Regions from separate parts of the Hordeum vulgare genome. Here region 1 is linked to region 2. A link is a contact called in public Hi-C data. All regions are on one chromosome and are shown on one strand. Each heading gives the region's core, a stretch centred on a gene start, on an enhancer-like site or on the middle of the called end of the contact. The rest is flanking DNA. Distances are from core to core; before and after follow the strand shown. Region 1 holds the start of LOC123444260 (protein phosphatase 2C 50-like). Region 2 holds the start of LOC123440171 (B3 domain-containing protein LFL1-like).

The links. Hi-C and Micro-C count contacts between places; a contact is called where the count stands out from the background.
Region 1: a Hi-C map of leaf shows a contact between it and region 2, with 4 times the contacts expected there. The contact joins the promoter of LOC123444260 here to the promoter of LOC123440171 in region 2. A contact is called at or near these places in 5 of 6 Hi-C or Micro-C datasets (leaf and seedling) and 1 of 1 datasets of contacts at active chromatin or transcription factors (embryo).

Annotation. Positions count from the first base shown.
Region 1 is chr3H:460,990,588-460,995,120 of MorexV3_pseudomolecules_assembly, reverse strand. LOC123444260 (protein phosphatase 2C 50-like) reads right to left here and starts at 1,716. Exons shown (of 4, transcript XM_045120926.1): 1 at 1,037-1,716; 2 at 585-935; 3 at 402-507. The coding sequence starts at 1,390.
Region 2 is chr3H:460,855,716-460,860,333 of MorexV3_pseudomolecules_assembly, reverse strand. It overlaps LOC123440171 (B3 domain-containing protein LFL1-like), which reads right to left and starts at 1,930. Exons shown (of 7, transcript XM_045116745.1): 1 at 1,705-1,930; 2 at 1-25. The coding sequence starts at 1,875.

The sequences.
Region 1 (4,533 bases), core at 467-2,966, 140 kb before region 2:
ATGGCCATAGACCTACAACTATCTACTGCTACGGATGTTTGGCCGAACCGAATAAATCGGCGCCATATATGCTGAACAGGTCTACAACATGTTTTTGTACAAGCTTACTTGTTGTGACACTTTTTTTGGGTCTTAAGCTCCTAGCTTACGGAGAGATGCCTTCTAGAGTTACTAAAGTGTGCCTTCTTCTAGTGTTCATGAATAAGAACAGTCATGTTAGGCTAGCACACTCGTGGTCAAAAAGTAACAGAAAACATCTTAAGATCTTAATCGCATTCCAAACATGGCTTTACAGCTGGCTTGAAATCATCAATATGTTTCCCGCAAAAAAAAGAAAAAAAGAAATCATCAATATGTTTGTCCAGGTAATAAGCTTGGGCGTGCAAAGGCGGAAAACTTACCGATTGACCGTGACATTGCGAGAATACCAGAGACACGATAACCATTCCAGTCAATGACCTTTCCACCTGCGGCCTCAATCCTGGCACGCTCGTCTTTCCCATCAGGCTAGAACAGGAAAGCATAATCAGATACAATTTGCCTTAACCAAAAAACTTAGCTGAACAGTAAAGCCCAGTATGTACTTTGTGATCGACGGACAGAGCAATCGGCTCCTTCCCACGGCAGAGCACGACGCGTGAATCTCCACAATTCGCAGTTATGACATGAGAAGAGCAGACAATCGCAACCACGGCAGTGGAACCGACGTTATCAGCGGCAATAGGCTCCGGACGGAGCTCCGTGACGCCATTGGAAAACCTGATCGCTTTCCCCGACACCTCGTCGTCTACCTTCTGGAAACAATCACCGAAAACCTTCTCCCATGATTCCTTCACGTCCACCTCCCCTACTTCTCCCAGTTCCTCCAACCCCCTGCCGTCTCTCAGCACTTCTCTCAACACAACGTGGATCTTATCCCGGCAGTAGTTTGCGACCTGCACAGACATGATCAAGCATGAGCAAGAGGGCCCGCTTCAAGTCAAATGTGTTTGGTCCGGGACTCTGGGCCAAGAGTCACAGGAGAAGATAACCCCACCTCCGAGCCGCCGTGCCCATCGTAGACGCCGAACAGGTGCGCTGGGAGCCGGAGCTCGGCGGCGTCGAAGTCGCCCCCGATCCCGTCCAGCTCACGGCTGCTGGCGAGCATCCGCGCCGGCAGGGCAGCGAAGCGCGGCACGGCGGCGCACGCGTCCTCCATCTCCGCGGCACGGCCGCGCGCCGCGGCGCAGCCCCACAGCGGCACGCACTCCATGAGGTACACGCTCCGCTTGCCGCACCCGTCCCCCGCCCTGCTCCCGAGATCCGGTGGCCTCTCGATCCCCCCGGCGCATTCCGCCGAGCACCCCCCGCGCGCGGCGGCCCCGTCCCCGGCGAACACCGCCGCCGCCATCACCCGATCCCACGGCAGTAAAACAGCCCCGAGACCACGCCGACGGCAGCGCCGGCCAGCCGCACCACGCGCCTGAGCAGCCCACCAACAGAGAGAGCGCGAGCCGTGGCGTCCTTTGCGCGAATCAAGGGTGCAGCAATGGAGAAAGAGAGAGAGAGGGAGAGAGCGAGGGAAAGTAGAGAGAGAGAGTGGTGACGAGGAGGGTTGGTGCTGGGTTCGGGAGTACGTGTACCAGGTGGGCGCGGCGCGCGGGGGCGTGGGAGGTTGCCAGTGGCGGACGACGGCGTTGCGTGTTCGGGGGAGGAGGAGCGGATGCGGGCGAGCGGGACGTGTGACTGTGAGTGAGGGAGGAAAGGCACGAGCCGCAAGGAAGCGAGGTGGGGGGATGCGATTGGCTGCGCCATGAAGAACAGGTGTCGCGTCTAGGCGCTGCTGCTGGTCTGCTCCAGTTTTCCTTTTTAAAAACTTCCTCCCGCTGGGCCTGGAATCTGGATGGAGTGGGGTGGACCTGATCGTGGGTTTGTTTGTTACCGTCTGTTGCTCACTCGAGATTTTGGTGTCTGCTATGCTATACTCGGCTGCCTGCACCGTTGCACACGGCCGCAGACCAGCTCTCGTGTCAAAAAAAAAAAGGCGAGAAGCTATAAGTAAGTTGACTGAGTTTTCTTTAAAGGCAGGTACAATGACAAAAAAGAGAGTCTACAATGGGTCATCTTTTAACCCTATCTTTTATAATTAGTTATTCCTAAAAACATGATGAGGCGTATTGTGCTACGAGATCACCTCTTGTTTTCTTTTAAATAAGAGAAGGCAAAGCCTTTTTTTCGAGTTTTCTCTTCTCCACCTCATCATTTATCCTATGTGGCACTTCTAAGATAGCACCATTGTACATGCCCTAAGGAAATGTGTCCGTGCGTTGCAAGCGGAAAAAAATAAAATGTTGCACGCTCCTAGCTACCCATTTAATTTTGTTGTTATTTTTCTTTTCATCGTAATCGCTAATGATGTTCATATTGTCCATTATACTTTTCATCATCGCTAACAATCAATTTCAAGATGATGTGCTTTTCATTATACTTTAGCACAACACAGGGGCATCGCTATAGAGTAAACGGCTTCTGACAAGGATTTTTGTAATGTGGTTAGTGGTCACTAAATACGTATGCCTCATTGTCGCCGTGCTCTAACCTAAGGACGGCACCTGCAGTTTATGGAGAGGAGACCGCCATGGTAAGATTAAATCTGTTGTATAATACATATTTTTGCATTTTTTTAGTTTCCGTGAACGTTTTTCAAAATTTCTTACACATTTTCTTCGAATTCAAGGATATTTTTGAATACATGATCATTTTCAAAATCATGAATGTTTTATATTTGCTGAATATATTTTTTGAAAATATGAAATTGTGAATTCTTTTACAAAATCAAAACAATTTTTTTAAATCATCAACATTTTTTGAGTCCATGAACGTTTTATGATTTCCCGAACCTTTTTTTTGAATTCCCAAACATTTTATGATTTCATCAGTATTATTTAAATCTGTAAACATTTTGAAATCCCAAAACATTTTATGACTTTATGAATATTTTCGCTCAAAACTCAAGAGTTTTTTAATTTGGAAATTTGTAAATTCCGAATTAATTTAAAGAAGATAAAAAACAAATGGGAATAATAAAACAAAAATGCGTGACCAAAGAAATGAAGGTTCCAGGTATCGAACCTGGGTCAACTAGATGGAATACCAGCGCTCCAACCACTACGCCGAGCTCATCTGGTTGTCTTTTTAGGACCTCTCCCTATAAGTAAGGAACGATGACTTTGACTGGAAAAAAATCAAATCGTTTTCTTTACTTATGGGTGGCATAGTGGGTAATTTAGGATAACATTGGAAGTAATTTTAGTGACGTACGACAGAAGCACTATGTGCTTTATTATTAGGGAGAGAAAAAAGAAGAGGACCGCCATTCGGATTATATAGCTACCTCGGTGAAAACGATGATGACCTTTATTAAATAATTAATAAAAATAAATGTATACATCGATTGACGTAAAGATCGGAGGTTTTAACCTTCTTTAAAATAAAGAATTAACATCGCACACGGAGATAAGCACAAGTATGAGAGCAAGTTCGGCGGCTGAAGGAGGAGGAAGAAGAAGAGATGGCCTGGAGGAAGAAGACGACGCCTAACTGTTGTAATCCAACATCCAAGAAGATTAACTTGCACAAAAACAAGAAGCGTTTAGCGAGTAGACGTTGGACTGCTAACGCTCCGAAGTGGTCTATTTATTTAAAAAAGTGTCCCACACTACATCCTAAAAGGAAAATTACCTTTCACATGATCCAAAAATGTTAAAAAGGAAACTACTAATTATCGACAATATGGCCAAATTTGACCTATTGACACAACAAATTCACAAAATGAAATGTGATCGAAAGAAATTTGACCGCCTAGCCCTTTTGTGTGGCGTCCGACAAAAAGGCATCACACTACACTGTGTGGCACCAAAACTCTAGACGCCACACCTTCGGCCATGCTGGCACCCCTGCCTTGGCCGACCCCACCCTTCCGGTAGTGTGGTGCATAAGGCAAAGGCGCCACACTTGTAATGTGTGGCGCCTTGCTCTTAGGCGCCACTCATTGACTTATGCAGCCGCGGGCCGACCCTCTCCCGTGTTGGAAATATGCCCTAGAGTCAATAATAAATTGTTTATTATTATATTTCCTTGTTCATGATAATTGTCTATTGTTCATGTTGTAATTGTATTAACCGGAAACCGTAATACATGTGTGAATACATAGACCACACCATGTCCCTAGTGAGCCTCTAGTTGACTAGCTCGTTGATCAATGGATGGTCATGGTTTCCTGACCATGGACATTGGATGTCGCTGATAACGGGATCACATCATTAGTAGAATGATGTGATGGACAAGACTCAATCCTAAGCATAGCACAAGATCGTGTAGTTCGTCTGCTAGAGCTTTTCTAATGTCAAGTATCATTTGCTTAGACCATGAGATTGTACAACTCCCGGATATCGTAGGAATGCTTTGGGTGTATCAAACGTCACATTGTAATTGGGTGACTATAAAGGTGCACTACAGGTATCTCCGTAAGTGTCTGTTGGGTTGGTACGAATC
Region 2 (4,618 bases), core at 681-3,180:
CTCTATTTAAATCCAGCTCACTTACCTATCACAAAAAAACGAATTCATTTAGGGAGCAGGCAGAAAAAATAAAATCAAGTACCACATTAGACGTGTCTATCTCTAAATTGAATTGGAAATCCTTATTTCTAAGTTGACAATCCTGAGCATTGATTCTTCATCCAACGGAAAATAAATAGTTGCAAGTTGTAGATTGTGTACAGTTTAGTTAACATGGAAATGATTATTTTAAGCTTATGACAAAAGTGTAGATAGCAAGTGTCTTAAATTGTACGTACTACAAATGCCCTCTTACACCAGTTCTGTCCATCATAGTAATAGAAATGATGCTATGGTCACACAGTTTTCATAGCTTCTGTTTAAAATATAAGATAAATCACACTACAAAGTCCAAAACAAACATGAAAACATAACTAGCACCTGAAAATTGCATTAAGCTCAAAAGTTACTTGGGGCAATTAAGGTTCAAGAACCCCAGTCTGAAGTAACACCGCTACATTCATACCAGATGGTCTACCCGTCGTCCCAGTCAGCATACTGGTACACAAGTACACATAATGTATCAGCTAGTATCTACTGCCTGACATAATTACTGTTGTGGCCCATGCCACATGCTATGGAAAAAAAATACCAAAGACACTGAAATCAAAAACTCAATCAGTTAATTTGACATGTGCTGCTATTTCCTGCGATTATTGTGCTGCAGTAAGCTACTAGAGAAAACGCAATCCCTACAAACCTTGCAGCGCCTCATGGAAATGGCAATAACATAACATTTGTGCAGACAGTAAATGTGAAATGCACATAACAACATGGACAAAAGAATGTGAGTATGTAAAGGACTAAATTATGCACTTGCAGCTAATATTGAGTGTGTACTGTTGTAATATATATAACCACGCAAGTGTTCTTGTTTGTTTTTTTCCAAAAAGAGGGAAAAGACCCTCGACCTCTGCATCAAGTAATGCACACAGGCATAGGCAAGTGTTGTTGTTACCGTTGCACATAACTACATTGACACGGTGACGATGTGAACCACTAAGTGTTCTTATTACGCTGAAACTGCCAGATGGGACCTACAGCACATATTCTATACATGTGCCACATGAGACACGACAGAAGATGAGTTACGAAGTCTTACTCTGATTATTTAGTTCGAAAACATGGATAATTGGTGTATGATGAGTTAATGACTGACCAAAACTATCAAAGAGTGGACCCTGCCATAGACGTCGTAGATCCAACAGAGAAGTACAAAAATCACCCCTTACCATAACCTCTAGCCTAGCACACTAACGACGACAATTGAGCAAAAAATAGCAATTGATCACATTCACACCTAAGCACACAACCCGTTAGGTCGGTGAAATCCGATCGTGGAATTCAAAATAAGACCTTCAAAGATCCCCTAGACTCGCAACAACGCAGTAATCAAATCGGCAATCGGGCAGATGAGAGCCCCCAATGCAATCAACCACACACGTCAAACATCTAGAGGCGCCTCGGTCGCTATCAATCAAATCAAATCTCAAATCAAACGTCAACCATAACAATCACCCCTCTCTTGCCCTGGGCCTCCAGCCCACCGCGTCTCCCCGCCAGCACGGCCCACCACCTCCGCGGAGATGATGATGATCCCATAATATACGGAGGATCGACCACCTACACGCAGCAGGACGTGGCGATGAATTCCGAGGCACTCACTGGTCGGATCGCCGGCATCCACCGGACACCGCCGCGGGGCCCGCGCCGAACGGACCTCCGCTTCCGGGTGACGAGCTGCGGGCCAGGCTCGCCGATCCCGTCGGCCGAGGAGGAGGAGGCGGCGGTGGATGCGGAGGGGGAGCGGCGCTTGCTGCTGCTGATGGCGGCCATGCCGGTGGGACGGGAGGAGGAGGGGGATGATGCGGCGGCTAGGGTTGGGGTCGCGCGGGGCGCATTTATAGGCGGGGGCGGGCGGAGAATCGGAGACGGGGGGCGCGGCGCCAAGTGGCGGGCGAGCTCTGAAATGGGAGCCAGCGCCCGACGGGGCGATGCCGAGGGCCAACCGGGCGGGCGCGAGGTGGCAGGCGCCGGGTGGGAGGCGCGGGGAGGCCGCTGCTGGCGTTTTTTCCGCCTTGGGATTCCCCGCGGGGCTCGCAGACAAATGGCTGGCTTGTGAGTTTTGAAATCCGGGGGGCGCCTGGTTTGGGTTCCGTTCCGTGTTTCGCACTCTGCCTGCATTCGCCCTCGCCCTCGCCCGTGGTGGTTGGCGCACTCATCACTGCCGCCCCGCCCCCCGCGCGAGCTCTGCTCATTCACTGGTCGTAGGCTGCGGTGGAGCTTGAAGCGTGGACGGGGGTTCGCTAAAAATAGCCCTATGGCGCAGATACTCTTTTATGGCAACAAATTTGTGACATTCACATTCGTCCGTCATACGTGGTCCATACGCGAAATGAATATAGGATGCATAGACGCATCCACCATATTAGATCTAGCCCACATTGGCTCATTTTAACCCCACATATGTACGTCTATATTCTTATCCAGGATTAAAACCTAGCCACGTCACTTCACTTTCAATCTGTTTTGCTCCTCCCTTACTTATCTTAAACGAGCTTCGGCCTTTTTTTGATATGGTAGGCAACGAATGAGAGTGTGATAATTCCAAATTCGTCGGTTGGGACCTTGTCCCATGCGAGGACATGGACGAGTTAGCCATACGACTCGCTCTCCGTTGGTCTCTGGAGGAAACCCGAACTTCGTCCTTCCAGTATGCGGGCACCGAGTCACTTCGACGGGAATCCATTGCGTCCGCACAGGTGGGGCTTGAATCCAACTGTTGTCCTACGCTAAGTGCATCGATTAAGGAACATGCGATGGGGATGGATCACGGATCCTTATCACTAGTCGCGTAGTGTGGTGCAGTAGAAGTAGCATCGGGGCAGCGCGTCCGGGGGTTCGTCTCCTCCTTGTTGGAACTCTCTCGAAGAGACGGTCGTTGGCTTTCACGAACAGGTTCGCTGTAGTAGCGCAATTGCATCGCCTCTGACGATATTCGCGCGTGCATGAAGAACATCGTGTGGCCGACTCCTAGGTCCGATCACGCAACTGACGATGAGTGGAGGTGGCTAGTGGTAACGCATGCAAAGCCCTAATGACGACGTTGAAGTGATCAACTGAAACCATATGTCGCACCTCCACTATATATATATATGGATCCATCACGGGCTCAACGGTTGGGTATCGCACGGATCCTAAAGCCCAAAGTCTACTCGATCACGATCCAAATCCAACTCGGACTACATCCGATCAGTGTCCTCGGATCCGACCTCATAGGTTCCTTCCCTTAAACGTGTGCCCCCTTGGGTGCAAGTCGGCTTGGTTGCAGGTTTGATTGCCTCCGATATTCATGGTTGGTAGCGGCTTCTAGCAAAGCGTACCACCACCAAGCAGACAATAAAGCCGGTTTGGTGAACCTGTATATCATACTTCTAATCCTTTTACCTCACGATATATGTTGTCGGGCTCAAGGCGATATGGTCATCCTTGGTGTAGCCCGACCTCTTTCTCTTTCCAGTGATTCTGACCAACACCTCGGATTATCTCATAATACTCGTCGCATGGTCAGGCTTATCTAGGTCGGATCACACGAGGGGGCTGATACGTCTCCGTCGTATCTGTAATTTTTGATTGTTTCATGTCATTATTGTACAACTTTCACATACTTTTGACAACAATTTATATGATTTTCTTTGACTAACATACTGATCGAGTGCCGATGTCAGTTCCTGTTTGTTGCATGTTTTTAGTTTCATAGAAAATTCATATCAAACAAAGTCCAAACACAATAAAATTTTACATAGTTTTTTTTGGAATATATGTGATTTTTGATAAAAGGAACCAACGCGGGACAGTGTCCGAGGGAGCCACGAGCTCACATGGCGGGCCCTAGGGGGTAGGGCGCACCAGGTGAGCTTGTGACTCCTCCATAAGTTGGCTGGGTGTGTCCTTTGGCTGCAAGGAAGCTAATATCCTCATAACAATCCCCTCAAACTTGCAGCCCAATCGGAGTTATGGATATTCAAATATTTAAGAAACGATGAAGGGACAGAAAACACGAACGCGAAACAGAGAGAGATATCCAATCTCGAAGAAACCCTCCTCCCATCTAGGGGGATGCCAAGGAAGAAGAATAAGGTGGGGGGGGTATCCCCCTCTCTTCTGGTGGCGTCGGAGTGCCACTGGTGGAATCATCGTGATGGCAATGTGCACCAACAACTTGCCGCTATCATTACCAACTCTCTCCCCCTCTATGCAAAGTGTAACACCTCTTTTCCCCATTGTAATCTCTACTTAAACTTGTTTTTTATGCCACATATTATTATCCAATGATGTGCTGCCATCCTATGATGTTTGAGTAGATCCTTTTTGTCCTATGGATTAATTGTGTATGGTGTGATTGATATGAGTTGTATGTTGATATGATGATGTCCTATGTCGCCCATCGTGTCGCGCAAGCGTGTGGTATTACCGTTGTAGGGTATTACAATACGTTCGTAATTCACTTATAGTGGGTTGCAAGAGTGACAAAAGTTTAAACCCAAGTAAGGGGGTTGTTGCATATGGGAGTAAAGAG